Linked DNA regions of Salmo salar: region 1 is linked to region 2. Evidence: chromatin contacts called from public Hi-C data. All regions are on one chromosome and are shown on one strand. The core of a region is the stretch at or near the end of the contact, and the rest is flanking DNA. Distances in the headings are between cores, read along the strand shown.

What was found. Hi-C and Micro-C count contacts between places; a contact is called where the count stands out from the background.
Region 1: a Hi-C map of gill shows a contact between it and region 2, with 5 times the contacts expected there. The contact joins two enhancer-like sites. A contact is called at or near these places in 2 of 3 Hi-C or Micro-C datasets (gill and muscle).

The regions. Positions count from the first base shown.
Region 1 is chrssa03:21,328,936-21,336,401 of Ssal_v3.1, reverse strand. LOC106599501 (cAMP-responsive element modulator) reads right to left here. Exons shown (of 8, transcript XM_014190770.2): 7 at 6,547-6,712; 8 at 4,309-6,185. The coding sequence ends at 6,041. Among protein-coding and RNA genes, the nearest start is that of LOC106599493, 5.8 kb to the left of the region's middle. Within about 2 kb of position 5,716, at least 3 of the 13 cell types and tissues checked have an H3K27ac peak or open chromatin away from gene starts, as enhancers often do. A contact at or near this core is called in gill, where this site is marked.
Region 2 is chrssa03:21,215,917-21,222,927 of Ssal_v3.1, reverse strand. All of the region lies in intron 2 of LOC106599503 (partitioning defective 3 homolog), which reads left to right. Among protein-coding and RNA genes, the nearest start is that of LOC106599503, 88 kb to the left of the region's middle. Within about 2 kb of position 1,702, at least 3 of the 13 cell types and tissues checked have an H3K27ac peak or open chromatin away from gene starts, as enhancers often do. A contact at or near this core is called in gill, where this site is marked.

The DNA of each region.
Region 1 (7,466 bases), core at 4,467-6,966, 110 kb before region 2:
CAGTTACACCAGCTCTGTAAGGAGGAAGGGGCCAAAATTCACCCATCTTATTGTGGGAAGCTTGTGGAAGGCTACCTGAAACATTTCACCCAAGTTAAACAATTTAAAGGCAATGCTATCAAACACTAATTGAGTATATGTGAACTTCTGACCCACTGGGAATGTGATGAAAGAAATAAAAACTGAAATTATTAATTATCTCTACTATTATTCTGACATTTCATATTCTTAAAATAACGTGGTGATCCTGACTGACCTAAGACAGGGAATTTTACTAGGCTTAAATGTCTGGAATAGTGAAAAACTGAGTTTAAATGTATTTGGCTAAGGTGTATGTAAACTTCCGACTTCAGCTGTACATTTCAATACGAAAGTGTGAACGTGATAGAGAAGTGCAGGTGTTCCCTCGTTTACAGACAATGTCAATCGAGATGCAAACAAATATAGATGCAATATCTGTTTTAAGTTGTGACATAGCTCAACCAGAGATGTTTTATTGTTATGCATGTTAGAGCCCTTGTAAGTAGTTTTGTCCCGTGTGGCTCACTTGGAAGAGCATGGTGTTTGCAACGCCAGGGTTGTGGGTTCGATTCCCACGGGAGACCAGTACGGAGAGAAAAATGTATGAAATGTATGCATTCACTACTGTAAGTCGCTCTGGATAAGAGCGTCTGCTAAATGACTAAAATGTAAAAAAATGTAAATGTCTCAACTACATTTAAGATCTTTAATGTAATAATACCTTCTTTCCACAAGAGGCCAGTGTTGATCAACTATCAGTGAAGGTAGTGGCTTCAGGATTAGACCAGTGTATAACTACATTATTGACCGCTGGAGGGTGCCTTTTCCTGTAGTGGAAATTTCCACTTCAACCACACAGAATGAACTTCAGGAAGATGTTGCAATGCTGCTAATAAAATATTAAACATACACCCACTTCAAGTTGTTCAACTTCTCAGTTTTGATAGTTCCTATCTGACGGATGCAATCCTCATATAGTAAGCATTGTAGGCAAGCTGCTAAATATACAGTAGTTGCTGATTTTCCGTATGACAATGAAACTCTCATCTACGCTCGTACATTCACTCTTCAAATGAGCACTTTCTGTGTAAGTTAGAGTTGGATATAAATTCTGGGAGAATCTATTCACATATAGTCCTCTTTAAAATAACCAATCTCAGACCTCTTTAAAGTGAACTCTGTGGTAAAAATGAGAGAACTCAGTTCTCTTTGTATTCACACTGCCCTTGGCTTTGACTGAGGACCCAACTCTTATGCAGGTTCACTTCACTTATTTTGTGGTCTGAGTTCTCTTTGCATTCACATTGCTGTGTTTAGAAAGGAACCAAGACCTTTTTCCTAACATTCACTCAATGCATTCTGGGTTTTTACAAAGTGCAGGATAAGCCATTCCATCAGAACGTGTAATCAGACAGTTATATACACCTACTTACATTTTGGAAGCGAATAGATTGCATTTAGTTAAAATATGACATTGTAATCAGAAGATACTATTAACATGTAAATATCATTGGTAACAGAATAAATAGCAGAAGAATAACTATAGATTAAATAATGCTGTAATTGAAATTTGTGCACCCAATGTAGGCTACTGCCCCTTTAAGAGCTACAATAGATTGTGTACCCTATGTTGTGATTCTCACCAAATACACTACATATGCAAAAGGATGTGGACACCCCTTCAAATTAGTGGAATCGGCTATTTCAGCCACACCCGTTGCTGACAGGTGTATAAAATCAAGCACACCGCCATGCAATCTCCATAGACAAACATTGGCAGTAGAATGACTCGTACTGAAGAGCTCAGTGACTTTCAACGTGGCACTGTCATAGGATGCCACCTCTCCGACAAGTCAGTTTGTCAAATTTCTACCCTGCTAATGCTTCCCCAGTCAACTGTAAGTGCTGTTATTGTGAAGTGGAAATGTCCAGGAGCAACAACGGCTAAGCCGCGAAGTGGTAGGCCACACAAGCTCACCGAATAGGACCGCCGAGTGCTGAAGCGCATAAAAATTGTCTGCCCTCTGTTGCAACACTCACTACTGAGTTCCAAACTGCCTCTGGAAGCAACATCAGCACAATAACTGTTCGTCGGGAGCTTCATGAAATGGGTTTCCATGGCCGAGTAGCCGCACACAAGCCTAAGATCACCATGCACAATGCCAAGTGTCGGCTGGATTGGTGTAAAGCTCACTGCCATTGGGGCAATGGAAATGCGTTCTCTGTAGTGATGAATCATGCTTCACCATCTGGCTGTCTGGACAAATCTCTGTTTGGCGGATTCCAGGAGAACGCTACCCGCCCCAATGCATATGGCTGTTTTTCATGGTTCGGGTTAGGGCCCTCAGTTCCAGTGAAGAGAAATCTTAAAGCATACAATGACAGTCTAGACAATTCTGTGCTTCCAAGTTTGTGGAAACAGTTTGGGGAAGGCCCTTTCCTGTTTCAGCATGACAATGCCCCATGCACAAAGCGAGGTCCATACAAAAATGGTTTGTCGAGATCAGTGTGGAAGAACTTGACTGGCCTGCACAGAGCCCTGACCTCAACCCCATCGAACACCTTTGTGATGAATTGGAACACCGACTGAGAGCAAGGCCTAATCACTCAACATCAGTGCCCGACCTCACTAATGCTCTTGTGGCTGAATGGAAGCAAGTCCCCGCAGCAATGTTCCAACATCTAGTGGAAAGCCATCCCAGAAGAGTGGAGGCTGTTATAGTATCAAAGGGGGGACCAACTCCATATTAATGCCATGATTTTGGAATGAGATTGACGTGCAGGTGTCCACATACTTTTGGTCATGTATGTTGTCGTTCTCACACTATTCAAACCCCACAATCATTAAACAGCTTATGAAGCGCTCTTAGCCTATAGATCACATATTGGAAAACAAATAATCTTGAACTAAAAACTCCACACACATTTAGGAATTTCTGTGCATCCTTGACAATCGCTAATCAAAACGCAAATACAGCTCACATTTTTTTCAGCGAACCTACATGATCATCTTCTCTTGTGGCACCAATGTGAGGGGTTATGTCAGGGGAAATGCTGTTGCAGTAGTCTAGTGTGTGGTGCGGAAATAATGACAAGCGAACCTGGGGAGCTTTGTGTTCACATTGCCCTAGAAAAGGGAACCGAACCAAGGATTTCAAGAGAACTGAACTCAGACCACCTCTCGAACACATTGTACTAGATACGCACTCGTAGATTGTGTTGACATCACAGAATATAGTGGAGGGTCACAGATTGGCTTTACAATAACAGAACAGTGAGGAAAAACAGTTGTTTTAAGGTTTCATTCCAAAGCCCCTCTGTTCACAGGTCCAGCCCATCCACTCTGCAGTGTCCACAGAACAGGAGAGAATCATGCACTACACCTTCACACTAATACTTCCAGAGAAATTAGAAAGCCAAGGCTTAAAAATATCAGAAGAAACAGTTAGAGCAGAGACAAGGTATAAAAGTTGTTTCCTAACTATACTATAAAGCACTAAAACTGTTCTTGTACTTGAGATGGTCTATATCAAGGCACAAGGCGAGACCCAGATGCAGACACAGGAGGCAGATGGTTGGAGTCTTACAATGTTTAATAATCCAAAGGGTAGGCAAGAGAATGGTCGTGGACAGGCAAAAGGTCAAAACCATATCAGAATCCAGGAGGTAAAGAGTGGCAGACAGGCTCGTGGTCAAGGCAGGCAGAATGGTCAGGCAGGCGGGTACAGAGTCCAGAAACATTCAAGGGTCAAAACCGGGAAGACTAGAAAAAAGGAGTACAGCAAAAAAGAATACAGGAAAAACACACTGGTTGACTTGACTAAACATACAAGACGAACTGGCACAGAGAGACAGGAAACACAGGGATAAATACACTGGGGAAAATAAGCAACACCTGGAGGGGGTGGAGACAATCACAAGGACAGGTGAAACAGATCAGGGTGTAACAGTCTGTGTGATATTCCTTGGGGACCCAAGGGGAGAAAATCTATTTCTTATATGCATTTCTGCTTATTGTATCTGATGCCTGGAGTATCATAATGAAATATGTTAGAGCGTCATGAGGATGTAAGGTGTAACACACTTCTGTTGTCTGTTGACTAGTCTGTTGTGAAATGTTATGGTGTTTGAGGTGAAGATAAATGATGTTGGCTGGTATGTGTTCATTCTTGTGCTTGTTATTTCAGAGGTGAGCCCAAAGGCATGGTGTGGTAGACTTCAGTCCATATAGTGTGTAGTTTTCTGACTGAGGATTAATCTAACAAATAATTTCACTGTAATTCATACTGTGGTATGGACATTTTATTAGAAATAGTATATTTTGACAATCTTGAAACATAAGAGGGATCAATACACATGAGGTGAACATCTGGTTTTAAGAGCTAACCTGTTTGACATACTATTCCATTCTATCCAAAACATTTACTGAGATCAAATGTATTTTACATCTCACCTGAATTGTATAACCACTGGCCTGACAACAAACATACAAAGGACATATACCTGTAAACAGAAAGGTTATCAGGAAATTAAAAGCAAGCAAGAGGCTGCAAAATCACTGCAAGCAGAACTGGTGTGAGGAAAGAAAACGAAGCTGCATCCATCATCATCATCATCATCATCATAGTCAGGTCTGTGCTCTCATGGACATACCTTTTAAAACAGCGCAGTCATTAACTATTTTGTACATGCCAACTGGCACACTATTCCCTATTTAGTGCACTAATTTTGACCTGGGCCCACAGAACTCAGGTAGTGCACTATAAAGGGAATAGTGGGCCATTTGGGACATATCCGATCTGTTATGATCAACGAATTCACATAAAACGTTTATAACGAGTATCAAAATACCCAAACGTCAGCTTATCAGCACTTTCAGTGCTTCTTTTGTACAGTACACTGGCACAGTACTGTTCTGAGACAGACAGACAAAGGGGACAACGACTGGTGAGCGATTCAGTAAACATCAAATGTAGCAATTTTGTGTGGTAAAGCAGAAGTCATTTCAAGATGGTCTTGGTGAGATAAGATTCCCCCAATGGCTAGAAATATATAATTATTTAATATACACTCATCCGAGGGCCAAGCCATGTTTATTTTACATTGAACTGTGTCGTTTGAAAAGAGCAAGTGAAAGGCGTATACTCACATCCTTGACACTGGGACTTACACATTGATTCAGGTAACACGTGAAGTCATTAGACAACTCCGATTGACACTCAAACGGACAAATATAGAATTTCAAAACTCGAATGATTTCGGAAAGTGTATTTACTCATCACACTGTGCTGAAAGAAGAGGTCCATCTGATTTAACAAAGGTATGTTGACAACAGCCAAGGTGAGCAGAGAAGTACAGTAATATGAGAACTGTAGCTAGCAGTGACAAGTAAAGACATATAGGTTTAGCCTGGTCCCAGATCTGTTTGTACTCTTGCCAACTCAAATGCTTTCATTTGCAAGCCAAATGTGATAAAGTAACAAGGAGTTGGCATGACAGCACAAACAGACTGGCACTCAGGCTAAGGTAGGTTGGCTTGCTGGTGAGTCTGCGTGCACTTAATGTGAACTTGCTGGCTGATAGTGAGGCTCTTTCGCAGCTTCTGCTTCTTCAATGCGGTGAGCCAGTGGTGGTGAGCGCTGTGCCTTCAGGAAGCATTTCTACTTCCTCTTTCTCTTCCTCTGCAGGCTGGCATCTCATTGGCTGCCTCCCTGCAAACAGCAGAAGCAAACGCGGCTGGGAGTCACTTGTGTATTCACATACAAGCGCGAGGACAGACAGGGGCCCTGTCCGGAGCAGGACTTGACTTCAGCCCAGAGAGCACAAGCCTATGGCCACCTAACAACCTCCGGTGCAGCATCAAATTGACTGGGCCCAAACAAGCGGAGTAAACGAGAAACAAAGACAGTGAAAGTAGTTTTTGTCCCAGAGTCTTTCTTTTACAGCAGTCAATCTGTAAACTCCACTCTGCTTTCTCAGTAGGATCTCTCTCTCTCTCCTGGTACAAGGCTGAGAGCAGCTACTCATTCTTGTGGCAGTAAATGTCCTTTAGTGCTTTGAGTTCCTCAATGAGGGTCTTGTTTTGGTTTTCCAGCACGGCCACACGGTTCTCCAGACACTTGACATACTCTTTCTTTTTTTTGCGGCACTCCCGTGCAGCTTCCCTAGAGAAGACAGAGGAAAAGAGACGGTCAGTGGGATAAATCCCAGCTCTAAGCACCAATCCAAAACATTTTAGAGACTTCCCATAACATCCAGTCAACCTTTATAGATAATCAATTATCAAAGGGGTGCTTTAAAATCTACAGGAAACTGAGAATGAGGACCATGAATGATTTTGAAATCTGTCCCCCTTTTGCAGTTGTTGACCAAATTCAGAGCAACAGAGTAAAACTAATATGTGTCCCAAAAGGCACCCGACTCCCTATATATTTCACTACTTTTGATCAGGGCCCCTGGGGAAAAAGTAGTGCACCATAAAGGGAATAGGGTGCCAACTTGGGACACAACCTGTGTCTGTCTCACCTGTTCTTCATGAGGCGGACCTCCCTTTTGCGTGTGACCTCCTCAGTGTGCACCGGGGGATTGTGCATGGACAGGGAGCCTGGGGACGCAGCCATCACCAGACCCTGGTGCAGGCCCGACGAGGTGGGCGAACGCAGCTGGTATGCTGGCATATCTCCAGTGGCAGCTAGGCGACCCAGACAGAACACCAGGGTTAGTTTTAATAGGACTTCTTTTAAATAAGTTTATCACTTGCACAGACAGACAGGACATCAGAATTGGAAGTGATTTAAGTCATTTATTCAAGCAAGGTGGTCACTGGAGAACAAATTCTCGCTTGCATTGACCACTTACCTATATTTAGCTCGTTGGGGCAAAAACCAAGTGCTGTATTTTTTTTACTCCAGTCCTTCAATCACACAGATTTCTCATCTATCTACTTAGAGGATAAGCGACCAAAAATTTGACATAAACGCTGAACACATCATGTAGATGGGTCCATTTAACAACAAAAAACAACTGGACACTTGTTTATTGTTTTTTCTGTTAAACAACCAGACAAGCCCAGATTCCAACGGACCGTGAATTAAGCAAACCAAACCTCATTTCAATGATGTTATTTTTCAACAGACAGATTTAAGATCACAGCACAGGTGCCAAATTAGGGACAGTAGGGCCTAAGCACAGATCTAGCTTTTGTGTGGTTTGAGTACCCACATGAACAAATAATACAGTTTACTATAGAATACTACAGTACTTACTAATGAATTCTGTAGTATACTGTAGAATACTAGACTACACACTAAACTATCCCTTGATCATGTGTAGTACTTTCTATAGAATGTTGTAGTATACTGTGTGTGTGGGGGGGGGGTTACTACAACCAGTCCCGTGTGGCTCAGTTGGTAGAGCATGGTGCTTGCAACGCCAGGGTTGTGGGT
Region 2 (7,011 bases), core at 453-2,952:
CCGGTAGACTGAAACGGCCCGACATACTTGGGCCGATTCTGGGCAGTCATTCATTTTGATTCCGGGCCGAGTCCGACACCTGATTCCGGGCCGATTAAATCAGTTGGGCCGCTTCTAGGCCTATTCCTCATTTCTAGCTGGGGTGTAATGGTTTAAAACACAGATTTATTTTCAAGATACAGTATATTAGGGTTTTCCATACATTCTAATGTTTTTGTGAATTATTCTTCTACTTTGACAGAGTATTTTGTGTATATTGACAGAAAACGACACTTAAATCCTTTTTAACCCCCCTTTTGTAACACAACAAAATGTGGAGAAAGTTAAGGGGTGTGAATACTTTCTCCCAGACAGTGTGGGTTTATGTCTGCTGTATGAGGCCACAGGGAAAATCTGATTATTTGTGTGTGAAGTCCACAGGAGTCCATATTAAACAGGGTGCACTATAAAGGGAATTTGGTCTCTTTCGGACACATCCAGGCTGTAAAAGATGAAGAGCAGATGTTAATCAGATCTGAACCTCCCTTCATCTCCCAGCTGAATATTGTTTATGCTCTGAGGGAAATTGGGGTAAAGGACAAACTTTTCTCGTTTGTTTCCTGAAAATGAAGACTGATTTCTTAGCAATCTCTTCAACATAAACTATTTGACATACCAGTAGTAACGATAAAACCAATATTTTTGTGTGTGCTTGTCAAGTAGACATGGTATCACTACAAACCGATCCTTAGCCAGCATGTAGTAAGTCCATGTTCAGTACAGAGGAACAATGCTGCCCTCCTGAGGTGTACATCTGTAAGTGCAACAGGTCTTTCCTTTTTCCCCTCCACTGCTTCATCTCAACTATGGCTGACTGTGCAATTCTCACCCTGGCTGACTGTAATATCTTAAGCTTTTCAGTGATAATGTGTTGCCTTTTGAAACGGTGTATTCACGTATGTGAGCCTTATTGAAGCTTGGTGTACGTTAATGATTTTCCCCTTAGCTACAAATCCATGAAGGAACATAGGCCTGCTGTTTAGTTATCATACAGTAATAGTAGTGCATGGAAGATTATTCATATTTCTAACCTTTTGTTGAACGTTTGTGTGAATGAAAGATTGAAAAAGTGCTTTAGGCTGTTTTCTTAACCTAATAATAACTGATTATTGGCACCCAAAGACCTTGACAACTGACATTTCTGTTTTTTAAGAGCAGCCACAATGAGCTGTTATTGGCCTACATGTTTTTGGAGCCACGACCACAACTACCCAGCAACTGCTATAAAACCAGATACACCAACACACAACACAGCCATGGAGATGGACAAACGCTTATTCTCCAATAGAAGTCTCTGATCGCACAGGCGATGTCATGGTTACGTTGGCTAGCTACGCTCATGCGCAGAAACATTTCATCGGGTCTAACGGTCGTTTCATGCCGAACTACGCATGTGCAGGCCGTCAAATCAAATGCATTCTTTCGATATAGTTTTTGACTAAAATGAAAACGTGTCGTGTCACTCTCACGAGGCTGTGGTAATAACATGTTCAGCTACTTAAGACATTAGCTCAAATCTAGGTTATACCTTTTAGATTTGGAGAAAATGAACTAAGGAAGAATTTTTCACTTCTCTCATTGACTTCTCAAACCCTAAACCCCGGCCTGGTCTTCTCGGTCTATTTCACAAGAGGTCCCGGAAGTCTGTGGGTTTAGAAACTCTGCGATACCGCTTTGTGTTCTGTTCTCAGCTGGATCCTCATCTCAGATATGGCTTAGTTACGTATGAACTGTAGCCTCGCCTCCAACCGAAGGGTGTGTGTGAGAGAATAGTAAACTAACCCAAAAAATCAAGCTGGGGACATTTTGTTCGTCCCCACAAGGAAAAATGCTATTTCTAAGGGGTTTAGGATTAGGGTTTGGGGATAAAGGCTAGGAGTTAGGGTTAGGTTTCCAGTGTTGTTGATGCTGTTTTAGGTAGAGGCGCCATCCTTGTACCTGTCTAATCGATCCAAGTTAATGGAATACATCCTTTGAATGTTCAGGTCCATTCATGAGATTAAGGTCTGTATTCATAAAGCATTTCAGAGTTGGAGTCCTGCTCTAGGATCAGTTTTGTCTTTTAGATCAGAAGGAATAAGATCATATGGACAGAGAGGGGACCTGATCCTAGGTCAACACAGTAATACTGCCCAGTTTTGTGTTCTCTGTTCTCTCTCTGTCAGGACAGTCTAACTTTGACCAGCAGAGGTCTCCCTTGGTACAGAGTCATTGAGATTGTCCTGCTCTGACGTTGCTGGACTAATGTAGTCGTCGGTGGCAGAATGTGTACGTGCTTTCATCGTTACATGTAACAGCTCATTGAAACGTCTCGCCTAGTAAAACAGGAAACCACTAACCCTGGGGTTTGGCTCTGTTTCCCACACTTGGCCAGTACTTGTCTGCATCACAAATGGCACCCTATTCCCTATATAGTGCAGTACATTCTGACCAGACTTCTATGGGCCCGGTCTAAAGTAGTACACTATATAGGGTGCATTTGGGACATGTCCTTGGTTTTATGACACAGCAAACACTGGACCCTCCATGTTAATCCCAAGAGGCTGCCCTGCCCGGAGAGAGGATGGCTTGTTATACACACACACACACACACACACACACACACACACACACACACACACACCAGCGGCATCTAGCCACCTGGGTTCCCACAGTGAGTCACCAGTGCCAGCCGGCGGTGGTTTGTTTGTGGGAAGAAATGGCTTGTCGGTGCAATGAGGATTCAGGAAGTGGTAGCTAGGCCTACATGGCACACAATAAAAACAAATCCTGATTAAAAATGGATTTGTCACATGCTTGGTAAACAACAGGTATTCACTGAGTGTACAAAAAATTAAGAACACCTGCTCTTTCCATGACAGACTGACCAGGTGAATCCAGATGAAAGCTATGATCCCATGTTGATGTCCCCTGGTAAATCCATCTCAATCAGTATAGTCGAAGGGGTAGAAACAGGTTAAAGAAGGATTTTTAAGTCTTGAGACATGGATTGTTTATGTGTGCCATTCAGAGGGTGAAGGAACAAGACCAAAGATCTAAGTGCTTTTGAACGGGGTGTTATTGGGTGCCAGGCGCACCGGTTTGAGGGTGTCATGAACTGCAACGCTGCTCGGTTTTTCATGATCAACAGTTTCCCGTGTGTATCAAGAATGGTCCACCACCCAAAGGACTTCCAGCCAACTTGACACTACTGTGAACGCTTTCGACACCGACCTTGTAGATTCCATGCCCCGACGATTGAGGCTATTTTGAGGGGAAAAGCGGGTGCAACTCAATATTAGGAATGTGTTCCTAATGTTTTGTACACTCAGTGTAGACTAACAGTGAAATGCTTATTTACGGGCTGTTCCCAACAATGCAGAGGGAACAAAAAGGAAACATTAACTTGAGGAATAAATACACAATGAGTAATGATAACTTTGCTGCTGTACACACACGGGGTAGCAGTACCGAGTCGATGTGCAGGGGTACGAGGTAATGGAGGTAGATATGTACATAAAGACACTAGGTAACAGGATAGGCAATAAACAGTAGCAGCAGTGTACTATCACACTGTGGCAGCACGTTCAGTTCACACACTGAGACGTCCTGTCTGGGTATTCTCTTCTGTCTATTACTGTACACTACAGGGGACATAGTTAGCCCTCTATTGCCTGTTGTGACAACATATCACATTGAGGAATTGTGATAGAAATCTCTTTTGTCATACAAGTTGGTTCACTCATATGACAGTTCATTCGTTCTATCCCCACCTGCATTTTCTCTGTTCTCCTGATGGAATGCATCCCACAATGTGGAAGTGTTTGTGTGCTGCTTGCTTGTCCAAACCTTCCTTGACTAGAAATATAGGTTTTGCCCATTTGTTGATGCTGGGCATCCCACACACACACACACACACACACACACACACACACACACACACACACACACAATGAATACTCTTAACTTCCAGAAGGGGACACTGTGGTGTTAGCATTGAGATGGCGCCGGCCCTTTCGCTTCTCTGGGAGGAGAGCACAGACTCTTAACCCCCATAGACTTGCATCATGTGTGTGTGCTGTGCAGGACAGTAGAATACAGGTAGTCAAGCCATTGTTATGCTGCGCCTACCTGTACCGGTCATGCAAACAGTAGCAGTGTTGTGGTCTTGCCTGTGCCTCCCTGCGACGATGACTTCCTGCATTTTCCCCTGTCGCTGCGGAAATGCCTTGGACAGGAAGGGATAGAGCAGGAAGTGTATACACGCAGGTCAACAGGATGTGGTGATGTGATGGAGGCTGAGTCAGTCAGAAGTGCTGACTCGATTCCAGAAGAATTCCTTCCACTCTGGCTTTACTTTAACGACTGGGAAGTCTTTAGAATGGGTCCGAATGTAATTTCCCGGGTCAGGAAACGGAGCCTCTCGTGCCAGCCTTTCAGTGTGGTAAACGCAGTACCTGAACGCCGGTGTAATAATAACCATTTGTGAGATGGTTCTGAACCCAGAGGTGAAACCTAATCCTATCAGCGTTAGAGAGGAGCTCCAGACATGTCTGTCTTTTTTAAGGAGAATGTATTGTTGTTTATTTTTTAACCTTTTATTTAACTAGGCAAGTCAGGTAAGAACAAATTCATATTTACAATGACGGCCAAACCTGGCCGATGCTGGGCAAATTGTGTGCCGCCCTATGGGACTCCCAATCAAGGCCGGATGTGATGCAGCCTGGGTTCAAACCAGGTACTGCAGTAACGCCTCTTGCACTGGGATGCAGTGTCTTAGACCACTGCACCACACGGGAGCCCAGGATTAGGATGATCTCATAAAGCGCCATCTAAACACTATCCCCTCCAGCCAGAGAGGAAAGACCACCGCTGACCCAATCACACCAAGGAAATCTCATTTAGCCTACACACAGCCTGAGGAGAAACAGGAGAGGAGAGAGGCACTATGAACTAACCCAATACTGTACCTCCTCAACCTCCACCCACCAACTGCTGGGGCCCCTTCATCTTCATTAGGCTGCCAAGAGGAAGCCCAGCTCTGAAGTACACAACAACCCTCTAAGATGTTTCTGGTGTTGTGACGTTAGCTAGTAGCTACAGTAACATTGCTAGCTGCTCATAGCATTTCACTGTAAGGTTTACACCTGTTGTAGTCAGCACATATGACAAACAAAATTAGATTTGATAGTTCACCACCATCACATGTTAATCCCATACAAACGGGGAGATAAAACATGCATAAATGCTCTAAAGTTGCTGACATCAACACAGGCTGCAGCCGCATAGGTTAGAGCCGGGACAAGAGCGTTGGTTGGTAATGAGGACAATGGCGAGGAGAAGCCAGCCAGCCACCATGGCTGTGTGGCGTGAGCCATGTACTCACAACATCCTCATTAACCAATGCTGCTTCTGTCTCTGCTCTCGCTGTTGTGGCAACCATACCGCAGAAGGTGCTGATGCCCGGAGAGGGAGAGCTGGGAAGATCTAAGGGTGGTGGCCGTGGACCGGATGAGCTAAACACCTTTTTCTCACGCTTCGAGCATAGTGATTCTGAGTCACCGAGGAGAGCCCCTGAAGACAACGAGGGCTACTTGCTTACGGTCTCCAGAGGACATACAGTTGAAGTCGGAAGTTTACATACACCTTAGCCAAATAAGTTTTTCACAATTCCTGACATTTAATCCTAGTAAAAATTCCATGTCATAGGTCAGTTAGGATCACCACTTTATTTTAAGAATGTGAAATGTCACAATAATAGGAGAGTGATTTATTTAAGCTTTTATTACTTTCATCACATTCCCAGTGGGTCAGAAGTTTACATACAATCAGTATTTGGTAGCATTGCCTTTAAATTGTTTAACTTGGGTCAAACGTTTCAGGTAGCCTTCCACGAGCTTCCCACAATAAGTTGGGTGAATTTTGGCCCATTCCTCATGACAGAGCTGGTGGAACTGAGTCAGGTTTGTAGGCCTCCTTGCTCGCACACACTTTTTCAGTTCTGCCCACAAATTTTCTATAGGATTGAGGTCAGGGCTTTGTGATGGCCACTCCAATACCTTGCCTTTGTTGTCCTTAAGCCATTTTGCCACTACTTTGGAAGTATGCTTGGTGTCATTGTCCATTTGGAAGACCCATTTGCGACCAAGCTTTAACTTCCAGACTGATGTCTTTAGATGTTGCTTCAATATATCCACAGAATTTTCCTGCCTCATGTCATCTATTTTGTGAAGCGCACCAGTCCCTCCTACAGCAAACCACCCCCACATGATGCTGCCACCCCCGTACTTCACGGTTGGGATGGTGTTCTTCGGCTTGCAAGCGTCCCCCTTTTTCCTCCAAACAAAATGGTCATTATGGCCAAACAGTTCTTTTTTTGTTTCATCAGATCAGAGGACATTTCTCCAAAAAGTACAATCTTTGTCCCCATGTGCAGTTGCAAACCTTAGTCTGGCTTTTTTATGGCAGTTTTGGAGCAGTGGCTTCTTCCTTGCTGTTGTTCTGGGATTGATTTGCACTTTTCGCACCAAAGTATGTTAATCTCTAGGAGACAGAACGCGTCTCCATCCTGAGCGGTATGACGGCTGCGTGGTCCCATGGTGTAAAGAGGCACTGAGTTTGAAGGTAGGCCTTGAAATGCATCCACAGGTACATCTCCAATAGACTCAAATGATGTCAATTAGCCTATCAGAAGCTTCTAAAGCTATGACATCATTTTCTGGAATTTCCCAAGCTGTTTCAAGGCATAGTCAACTTAGTGTATGTAAACTTCTGACCCACTGGAATTGTGATACAGTGAAATAATCTGTCTGTAAACAATTGTTGGAAAAATATCATGCACAAAGTAGATGTCCTAACCGACTTGCCAAAACTATAGTTTGTTAACAAGAGATTTGTGGAGTGGTTGAAAAACGAGTTTTAATGACTCCAACCTAAGTGTACGTAAACTTCCGACTTCAACTGCATGTAAATCATTCAAATGTGTTAACCCTC